2 separate regions of the Mus musculus genome follow, and region 1 is linked to region 2. The links are chromatin contacts, called in public HiChIP or PLAC-seq maps. All regions are on one chromosome and are shown on one strand. The core of a region is the stretch at or near the end of the contact, and the rest is flanking DNA. Distances in the headings are between cores, read along the strand shown. Region 1 overlaps Ipo8 (importin 8). Region 2 holds the start of Caprin2 (caprin family member 2).

The links. HiChIP or PLAC-seq counts read pairs in DNA pulled down with a chosen protein or histone mark.
Region 1: a contact with region 2 is called in an H3K4me3 HiChIP or PLAC-seq map of bone marrow-derived macrophages, with 2.7 times the contacts expected there. The contact joins the enhancer-like site here to the promoter of Caprin2 in region 2. A contact is called at or near these places in 2 of 39 promoter capture datasets (liver and macrophages), 1 of 484 Hi-C or Micro-C datasets (nephron progenitors), 3 of 115 datasets of contacts at active chromatin or transcription factors (bone marrow-derived macrophages, embryonic stem cells and intestinal villus epithelium) and 3 of 9 other capture datasets (adipose tissue, liver and pancreatic islet).

The regions. Positions count from the first base shown.
Region 1 is chr6:148,779,009-148,784,019 of GRCm38.p6, forward strand. Ipo8 (importin 8) reads right to left here. Exons shown (of 25, transcript NM_001081113.1): 22 at 3,590-3,795. Among named protein-coding and RNA genes, the nearest start is that of Ipo8, 50 kb to the right of the region's middle. Within about 2 kb of position 1,508, at least 1 of the 459 cell types and tissues checked has an H3K27ac peak or open chromatin away from gene starts, as enhancers often do. A contact at or near this core is called in bone marrow-derived macrophages, where this site is marked.
Region 2 is chr6:148,893,282-148,898,994 of GRCm38.p6, forward strand. Caprin2 (caprin family member 2) reads right to left here and starts at 2,956. Exons shown (of 19, transcript NM_181541.4): 1 at 2,737-2,956; 2 at 1,656-1,875. The coding sequence starts at 1,832.

The DNA.
Region 1 (5,011 bases), core at 258-2,757, 120 kb before region 2:
AAAACTTTTAGCCAAGTGTGGTGGCTCAGGGCTATAGTCTCAACACTTAGGAGACAGAGGTAGGAGGATCACTGTAAGTTCAAAGCAACTCTTCACCTACATAGTGAGTTCTAGGACAGCGATAGCTACATAGCTTGTCTCAAAATTCCAAATCAGGCTGGTAAATGCACTTGCCAAATATGCCTGATGACCTGAGTTCAATCCCTAGGGCCCTCATAAAGGTAGCAGACACACACACACAAATTAAAATTTTTAAAATATACTTTTGAAGAACACCGAAACCAACCAACCAATCAGTCAATATTCCATATGATTCAGATATATCATTTATGGATAAATACCTAAAGAGTCAAAGCCACCTACTACAGAAATATCTACATACCCACGTTCATGGCAGGCATCAGTATTCACAATAGCCAAACAATGACATCAGCTTAGGTGTCCCTCAACAAATGAGTGATAAAGAAACTATGGCAAAAATAATAACATAACTCAGAGACAAACACATGCCTGTAATCACAGTACTAGTGAGGCTGAGACAGGAGCATTCCTGTGTGTTTGAAGCCAACCAGAGCTATGTAACAAGACCATACCTAAAAAGAAAAAAAAAAGAGAGAAAGGAAGGGAGGAGGTAGTAAAGAATGAAAAGGGAGAGAAGAAATAGAGAGGAGATGTATGAACACAAAGCCATAAAGAATGAAGGCTATCACTTGCAGGAAACAGATACACTGGAGACCATTATGGCCAGTGAAACAAGCCACCTCACGAAAAGGTATCACTTTTTCCCTTAGTAGATGTACCAGGAGTGGGAAGAACAGTAAAGAGGAAATATTCAGAGTGTGGAGACAATGGGGAGGAGATGAGGATGCCCAGGAATGGTGGCATTGGTCACATCCTGGCATATGCTTGTACAGAAATACCTCAATGAAACATCCGCCCTAACAATCATATGCTAATAACAATAAGTAAGAGCCAGGCTTAGCAGCATTGGGCTGTAATCCCAGAGCTGGGAATAAAAGGGCAGGAGGGTCATGAGTTTGGGACCAGCCTAACTGAACACCAAGTCTGACAGCAGCTTGATCTTGGACTCCCCAACCTTCAAAGCAATGATAAAGTTTCTGTTGTTCTAAGTTGTTGTCGAATATCAAGTGACTCACACAGCACAGTTCTACCCAAGACCTTCCCAAGAGTAAAAACAAGAAAAGATTGACAAGGTAGCTTTATGGATAAAGCCAGAAACCATGGTTTGGAAACAAACAGATGGCACAGATATAATTACAAAGATAGAAAAGACACCTAGGCTGGTTCATCATTATACTTCAGTAAGAAAGTCAACATGTCTGCAGCATTCCCTCTCAACCATACTAGTTATGGGACAATAAATAGTTTAAAAAGCAAGAAATTATAAAGAAAGATAATATGCTGAAAAATAAATCTATAGCTTTTAGCATATGTTTATTCAAAGGAGGAAATGGGAGGATAGGAAAGAAAGAGGAAGTCACTTCACATGATCTACTTAAGCTTGCAGAAAAGTCAGAAGTTGTATTCATGCTAAGGTGGGAGATGCATGGTTTAAAATTCCTTATATATTAACAACATAGGATGATTCCTATTTATTGATGAAAAGTATCTTAAATTTAAACTCATGGAAATCACAGAATTTAGCATGCAAAATATAGGTGTACATTTTATAGAAATTCTGATTTTTCATAATTAACAAGTGTCTGGTCTGGTTTTTTTTTCTTCTGTTTTTTTTTTTTTCCGGGGGGGGGGGGAGGTTTGAGGGTTTGTTTTGTTTTTTTGTTTTTGAGACAGGGTTTCTCTGTGGAGTCCTGGCTGTCCAGGAACTCACTCTGTAGACCAGGCTGGCCTCAAACTCAAGAGACCTGCCTGCCTCTGCCTCCAGAGTACTGGGATTATAGATGTGTGCAACCACCAGCCCAGCTCAAAGTTTCTGTTTTTAATAAGAAAAAACAATTTCACTTGGAGCTGGATAATGAAACTTCTGTGCCCTCAAAAGTTGTTTTCAGTCCTATTATTGGATAAATAACCATGTAATATTCTTTGTTTTGTTTGTTTGCAACAGGGTCTCTCCGTGTAGCCCTGACTATCCTACAACTCCCTGTGTAGACCAGCCTGGCTTTGAATTCACACAGATGTGCCTACCTCTGCCTCTCGAGTGCTGGTATTAAAGGTGTGCACCAACACACCAGGCTCCATCAAACATCCTTGACACTGACAACTACTTTTGAAGTACTAGAGATCAAATTCCAGGCATTGTACATGCTAGGTAAGTGCTCTACTACTGAGCTGGCCCCAATGGTAACAACCTTACCCTGACCGTTTCTATTGTGTTTATATATCTGTGTGCCTGCACTGGTGTGCAAGTTACAGTACAAATAGCAGGAGTCAGTTCTGCCCTTCGGCCATGTAGGTTCTGAAGCTTGAACCCAGGCCATAAGGCTTGGCAGCAGCACCTTTACTCACTGAAACATCTTGCCAGCCCCGTGATTCTTGATTGCTAAATTGCCTGCATTCATGCATTTTATTCTAAGTTTCTTTAAACCTTAAATATCTCGAGATTATAATTTTTGAAGATGAACTGCCTAAGAACCACTAAGAAAGGCATCAATCTCTATAAACTCTTGGACTGACACTGTACACTTAATCTAGGGAGTCATCAGTTAATGGTAGCTACCTTAAGTGGCAAACATGAAAGTAAATCTTAAGTTGCTAACTCATAATCAAGACCATCTGATTCTCTTACATGTAGACTTATCAAGAGAAAACCATTTTTTCTAGGCTCCATCTAGAAGTCACAGAGATTTTTAAATGTATCCCTCATAAAATTTATAAGTCACTCAAGCCCCAGTTTAAATGTGTCAAAGGTCAAAGAATGGCAATCTGTCTAATGACTCCAAAATTCAAAGAAAACACATACTGAAATCAAAATCCAAGCCAGAAATGATAGTGTATACACACAGTCCCAGTACACAGAAGTATAAAGCAGGGATATCATAAGTTAAAGCTAGTCTGAGCTACAAAGCAAGACCTGTGTCAGTGAGATGGCTCCAGACGTGAAAGAAAGCACTTGCTCCCGGGCTGAGTTCAATCCCCAGGACTCACGTGGTAGAAGCAGAGAACCAACTCCTGCAAACTGTTCTGACATCCACACACATGCACACCCAAACAAGTGTGTGACAAGTGTGTGTGTGTGTGTGTGTGTATGTGTGTATGTATATATATATATATATATATATATATATATATATATTTTTTTTTTTTTTTAAAGCAAAATCTGGGGCTGGAGAGATAGCTCAGTGGTTAGGAGCAGTGGTTGCTCTTGCAGAGGACCCAGGTTTGGTTCCTAGCATTAGATGGTGGCTCACAGCAATCTGAACTCCAGTTCTAGGAGATTCTACACCTTCTTCTGGCTATAGAGGCTCCAGGCACATGTGTGGCACACATACATACATGGTGGCAAACACTCAGACACATTAAATAATTTAATTTTCATAATAAGTTAATAATAAACTAGCTTTTAAAAGCAAAATCAACTATAGTACAAATTATAAGTAGAAGACTTTACCATTTTCCTCTATGTCGACTTTCTCTGCTTTTGAGTGATTTTCACGGTTTACCGTTTGTCGTGTAGCACAGACCTGCTTCAGGCCAAGGAAAAGGAAGAGAATGGAGGGGAGGATCTGTGCAGCCACAGCATCCACGGCAGGAGGTCGGTTCTGCAGCTCCAAGAGCACACTCAGTCCTATTATACACATCTTCCGGTCATGGTGTCTGCAAAACGTGGAAAACGTGCAGAAGCCGTCACCAAGGACCAACTCCAGAGCAGTGGTTCCCACACTTCCTAATGCTGCAACCCTGCAAACACTTCCTCATGCTGTGCTGATCCCAACCACAGAATTCCTTTCATTGCTACTTCATAACTGTAATTAATTTTGCTATTGTTATGGATCACAATGTAAATATTTTTGGAGATTTTTAGCCATGGCCCACAGGTTGAGAATCACCGCTCTAGAAGAATTAAAGCAACTGAAGCCTGTATAAACCAAATTCTACAAACAGACCAACTGTTATCACCAAAGCCTGTGGGGAGAGTCAGGTGTGGTGGCTAAAACCTGTAATCCCAGCACTGAGGAGGCTGAGGCAGGGGTACTGTAAACTCAGGGTGAACCTGGACTATAGAGCAATTTCAAGCCTGGGCGCTATAACAAGACTTGGCTTCAGGAGGGGAAAGGGCTTATAGGAGTCTGCCATTACCATTTGCCCTTGCTATAGTACCACTTATGATTAGTGAAAGAGCTGTATCCGAATGTTGGTATGAGGTCTGCTAGAGCAGAAATGGCTCCTTGACAGCCTAACATTTCTACACACTGGGAAAGGTGAAGCGCTCTCCCTCCATACTATGCTCTCTTAGCCTAGTCCTCAGGGTTTCTTGGCAGATAAGCTCTACCTACAGCAACTCAGAGTACCAAAAAGCTATTTCAAAACATCAGCATCTAGCATGTTGACCTGGCTAACTACACATAATCTGCCATCAGCCTTTGCTGTAACAATAAAAATAATAATAGTAATAATAATATTTTCAAAGGAAAAATGATTGGTTAATTTATATTAAACACATTTTTCTATGAACTTCCTTCCTTCCTTCCTTCCTTCCTTCCTTCCTTCCTTCCGTTCTTTCTTTCTTTCTTTCTTTCTTTCTTTCTTTCTTTCTTTCTTTCTTTCTTTCTTTCTTTCTTTCTTTCTTTCTTTCTTTCTTTCTTCATTCTTTGGCGTCCCTGGGTGGGCTCAAAGAACTATTTCTTTTGTTTTAAAATACCAAAATTAAAAGACAAACACTAAGAAAGAAGAAGCTCAGTGAGTAAGAGCAATTGCTGTTCTTCTAGAGGACCTGAGCTTGGTTCTCAGCACCCACATCAAGGCTTATAACCACCAGCTCCAGGAGATCCAACACCTGTTCTGGCCCTTGAGCATACCCAAACATGCACAG
Region 2 (5,713 bases), core at 1,706-4,205:
ATGTAAAGCTATCTTTCATACAAAATTTTCTAGTTAAGAAAATATACAAGCCGGGCATGGTGGCGCATGCCTTTAATCCCAGCACTCGGGAGGCAGAGGCAGGCGGATTTCTGAGTTCCAGGCCAGCCTGGTCTACAGAGTGAGTTCCAGGACAGCCAGAGCTATACAGAGAAACCCTGTCTCAAAAAGCCAAAAAAAAAAAAAAAAAAAAAAGAAAGAAAAAAAAAAGAAAATATATAAAATGGGCTAGGGAGACTCAGCAGTTAAGAGTGCTGACTGCTGTTTCAGAGGACCCCAGGTTCAATTCCCAGCACCCATATGGCAGCTCACAATTGTCTGAAACTCCTGGATCTGACACCATCACAGACATATATGCAAACACCAATGCACATAAAATAAAAACATAAATTTAAAAATAAAACTCATAAAAATAAAATTCATCTATTAGCCACAAATTCATGACATAAACCACTATACTATACCACAAGCATTTTGCAGATTCTTCCTATACTGGTTTTCAGTCTTAAAATGCTTTCCTAGAAGGTGAAAACAAAGGCACTGGTCTAGCATACAGGCATTCAGAATTAAAGAGGTGGTACTAGGCTGGATAATACAGGAATACACATATTTCTGCTCTGAGGAAAAACATCAATGAATTTCCACTAATAGACCTTGCACTGACTAGTTCTCAGAGCTAAGGAACTTGTGCTGACCCAGGAACAACTTAGTAATCAAATGCCAAAGATGTATGGAAAAAGATAAACAGAAACAACTACCAGCCAGGGCTTCAGCACTAATTTCCAAAGCAAGGGAAGTACATATACCTCTCCACTATAAAATCAAAAACAAAAAACCTACCTGCCAGGCGGTGGTGGCTTGCCTCTTTATTCCCAGCACTCAGGAGGCATAGACAGATCTCTATGAGTTTGAGACCAGCCTGGTCTAGAGAGAAACCCTGACTCAAAAAACAAAAACAAAACAACCTTCCTAAGGTTTTACTAGGTTTTCAGCACAATATAGATCCAGATACTTATTCAGCTTTATCTGTCAAATGCAGATGAGAATCTCGACCCAACAATGCATCCCAAAGAACTGGGATGACTGGATCACAGGCTAAATGACTCAGGAAGTAAGAAATTATCTAATCTTTACCATACAACTAACTGTGATGTTAGGCTAGTAAGAATCCAAGTCTCTTTACAAAGCTGTCTACAATACTTTCACCAATCTTAAACTGGTATCTAGCAGTGGGGAAAAATAATAAATGCTGAAACACTTTCTGGCTCATGGTAAAATGCTTCCAGAGACTGCAGCAGCCATACTGCTGTATCACTTGCTACAGTCACAAGGAAAACGAACTAAACTATCAAGCTATTCCTTATCTAAGCTACAATAATATAACTCAAGAAATGCATCAGACCTATAATAGCCAACTCTTCAAATATTTCAAAAGCAATGTGTGAAGAATAGTTATTCAGCTGTGTCGGCAAACAGAGCAAACATTTAGCCTGGATGCTTAATTGTTCCCAGGCAACTAAGTCTCAAGGTCGATTAAACTTGCAAGAAGATCTATGTTCTCTGATATAAAGAATGTCGAATCCTTAACCTGGCTTATGGTAATGCACACTCAGGGATGGGAGGGGTAGAAAGGTTACCTTCTTCTTCTCGATGTTCCTAATTTTGTGTTTAAGGCATATAAGTCCATTATCAATATAGGTTTCATATGCCTGGGAAGGAGATGCAGCAGAACTGAGAGTAGACTGCAGGGGGCTCAGAGCCCGCTGGTTTTCCCCTTGCTGATCCTGGTTCACTTGGGACTTGGCTGACTTCATACTTCCCACTTTTCCCTCCTCTGAATGGCCGGCCTGAAGGTGACTGGTAACCGAAAAGGGATGGAGAGAGTTGCACCACTGAAACAGATGAGGCTAAAGGATGGGGGCAGGAGGAGTTAAGTACCAATGTAAACTAAAGGTGCACAACGAGGAGCTTCTTTAAAATGAAATGAAGTCAAAACATAACGTTGATTCAGACAGCGTACTTCCACTCCCCTACTAAGGTTAATTGACACAAGCAATAGCCAATAAAGACAGTCTATACGTAGGCAAAATTTACACTATAGGAATGTTTCCAGAAGTTCTATTCCCCACATGGAGAACTGCTAAGCAAGCGGAAGGCTTCTGATCTCATTCTGAATAATTTCTATGGTCGGGGGCGGAGGGTGAGGGTTGCAGCCACAACTTCAAGCTATCTCAAAGTCTACGTGAACCAAGTTTCTTGTACTAAATGACAACACTCTTTGACTGTCCAGGACCTAACCAAGTGCATCCCCCTGGACACTGCTGCCAAGTCTCACAAACTGTACGCCGAGGTGGCTTCCAGTTGTGTTTACAGTAACTCACAATCACTCACTCCTATACTGGCAAGCCTTCCGCTACCCGCACCAAGGAACCGGGAAACCAAGGAGTCGGACACTTCAACTCTATTCAGAAATCCTGCCCGTAAGGAGCAAGACCAGAGCTAGACAGCCCCTGGACACCATTGCTCGTTCAAGTGCCCCAAGGGCCCGAGTAGAGGAGCCCCAGTCAGGGTCACAGTCTAAGGGCCCACGCAGCCCACCAGACGCAGAGCGCTCTGCAAAGCCGCTGAGAAGCCCGACCCCAGAATGCTGGGGCACCACGCTTCTCCACCCCGCCGCGGCCGCGCAGACCCACCCACCCCGCCGCCGTCCTGCTTCACCTCCCCGGCTGCCTCCGAAAGCGCGCGGGAGTCCTGCGCGCTGCAAAGTGGGCGAACTCCACCCCGCACTCCCTTCTCCCCCCGCGTCCCTTCCTCCCGCCTCAGCTTAGCCTGCGGCCACCGCCGACAGTGCACCCAGCCAACTCCGCTGCTCGCGCCCAAGCTGTCCCCCTCAAGGCGCGCGCAACTTATGTAGGCCGCGCACGGCGCGACCACGCCCAAATCCCGCCTATTTCCGGTCCTCTGCCCCGCCCTCTAGCACGCGAGCTCCCCTCGGAGGCTTCGCCTTCCGGTGTCCCCTCCCACTCCCCTCTCGTGCGCTAGACCACCACAGTCCGCCCTTTTCCGGTACCCGGGACCTGCGAGGGACAGGTCCTTTCCGGTGCCCCTCTCTGCAAGCCTGCGCTTGGCGCGTACCTTCCCTGCGCTTCTCTGTTGCGCCTGAGGCTGGTGTGAGATACTGCACCTGGTAGCATGGATGGGCCCGCTTGTTTCAGCCAGCACTGGTGCAGATGATTTCAATTCTTGGAAAAGAGGCAGCAAGTCCTGCGCAGAATGACCAGATAAGCCAGCCTTCAGGCTCTAATGGTTTAAATGGGCACTTCTAAAATACAAGAGCACCCTTGCCCCACAGATGATTTTTCATTGTAGAATGAGTCAGAGGACTCAGCCTGTAAGAGCAGCAGAGTAGATGACTGCAGCCTTTGTAGTAGGAGGGTATGCGCCAAGGCTATGTGTCGCTATGAAGCAATTCATTTCATTGGCACTAAAAGAGTTGTTAAAATTATTTGTTGGGCCGGGCAGTGGTGGCGCACGCCTTTAATCCCAGCACTCGGGAGGCAGAGGCAGGCAGATTTCTGAGTTCGAGGCCAGCCTGGTCTACAGCGTGAGTTCCAGGACAGCCAGGGCTACACAGAGAAACCCTGTCTCGAAAAAAAGAAAAAAAAAACAACAACAAAAAAAAGTTATTTGTTGGGTTGCATAAAGTTAACAGAAAACAGGAAGAATGTCAGCTTCTGAAGGACTGGTGGTAGTTCCTGTATCAAATGAGGTTTTAGGGGTAGATTACTCCCTAATACCAGGGAGGCAGGAACAGACCTAAACAAAAAACACTACCTCATAAACTAAATAAAATAATAAAGTTAATAAATTAAAACTTGTGCCCAAGTATTTTACCAAATAGAATTGGTTTTAAGTCCTATCCTTGAGGCAAGGGTAATTATTTAGAACAGGGCAGTCAAAAGCATAATCAAGTAAATAAATGGAAAGTCTGGACAAGACCACCCAAAAATCACCTTGGCTTTGGCACTTCTTGTTACCTATTACATGTTTACCTGCATGTATGTTTATGTACATGGTTGCCTGGTTCCTGCTGTAGGTCAGAAAAGGGTGTTGGATACCCTGGAACTGGAGTTATAAACAGTTGTGAACCACCACGTGGGTGCAGGGAATTGAGCCCAGGGAGGGCCTGTGGAAGAGCAGCCAGTGCTCTTAACCACTGAGTCATCTCTCCTCCCTGTCCTATTATGTTCTTTAATGTTGTATTTTAGCTTTGAATCTCTGAACTATACCTGCAACTTGAATATTAGACAAACACTATGTTGTCTGTTTTCCTCATTTATAACTAGAGAAAGAACAGGCTGCTGAACTGACCAATAGACTTACCTTTTGCCACACAGAGTGGCCATGAAGCCTGTGATGAGCACACCTTCAGATAACTGAACTGACACATTTATATTTGCATATGCCTTTGTTGGCCTATGCTAATAATGAACCCAAAAATAATATTTCCAACCAGGGGTTGTGGCACATACCTTTACAGGCACACAACTCCCAGCACTCAAGAGGCCGAGGCAGGAAGATTATAAGTCTGAGGATAGCCTGAATCTCCAGATTTACCATAACTATCATTTGGGCCATTAGATTGAGATATAATCCTAACTACTCAATGGGAGAATTGCTAATAAATCTGTTAATTTATTTAATAACATGGGACATAGGCTGAATCAAGAGAAAATACAAAAGCACAAATAATTAAATTTCAGTTGCAATAAGGGTATAGTTTGTATAAGCTTGTAATAACACTAGTAAGAGAATACCCCCACAATAATGTTGCAGCAGTGTTTTCTGAAAATTAAAAAAGGAGAATGACATACACACACAAAAAAGGAGAATGAATTGGGAAAAACTCTCAACTTTTCATGCCAGCTCTTCAGCAGCCGAGGCAGGAGGATCACGAGATCTAGACCAGCTTGTACCACTTAGGTACAAAACAACAAACAGAAGAGAGGGGCTCACGGGAGTGAGGGTGGGGTACAGTGGTAGATTGCCTGCCTAGCATGTATGAGGCCTAGGATTCCATCGTCAGCACAACAGAATTGTAAATATGAATTTTAAAATAGGGCTGGAGAGATGGCTCATCGGTTAAGAGCACTGACTGCTCTTCCAGAGATCCTGAGTTCAATTCTCAGCTACCACATGGTGGTTCACAACCATCTGTAGTGGGATCTTATGCCCTCTTTTGTCTGAAGAGAACAATGGTGCACTCATATACATAAGATAAACAAGTAAATCTTAAAAAAAAAAAAAAAAGATTTTGAAAGTATTCAGAGATAGGGGCCAGAGAGGAAGCTCAGTGGTTAAGGGCAGCTCTTCCAGATGACCTGAGTTCAATTCTCAGCATTACAAGAGGGCTCACAACTGTCTGTCTGTAATTCTGTCTTCTGCCTTCTGTGGGCACTAGGCATGCATATTGTTCAGAGACACATATGCTGGCAAAAAGATAACCTCATACACATAAAATTTAAAAAAAAAAAAAAAAACTTTTGCCAGGTGTAGTGGGGCAGCTTATAACCCCAGTACTCTAGGAAATAGAGGCAGATCACTGTGAGTTCAAGCTAGTCTGGTCTATATAAAGAGCCCCAGATCAGCCAAGATTTCATAGTGAGACCCTGTTGCAAAACAAAACAAAACAATG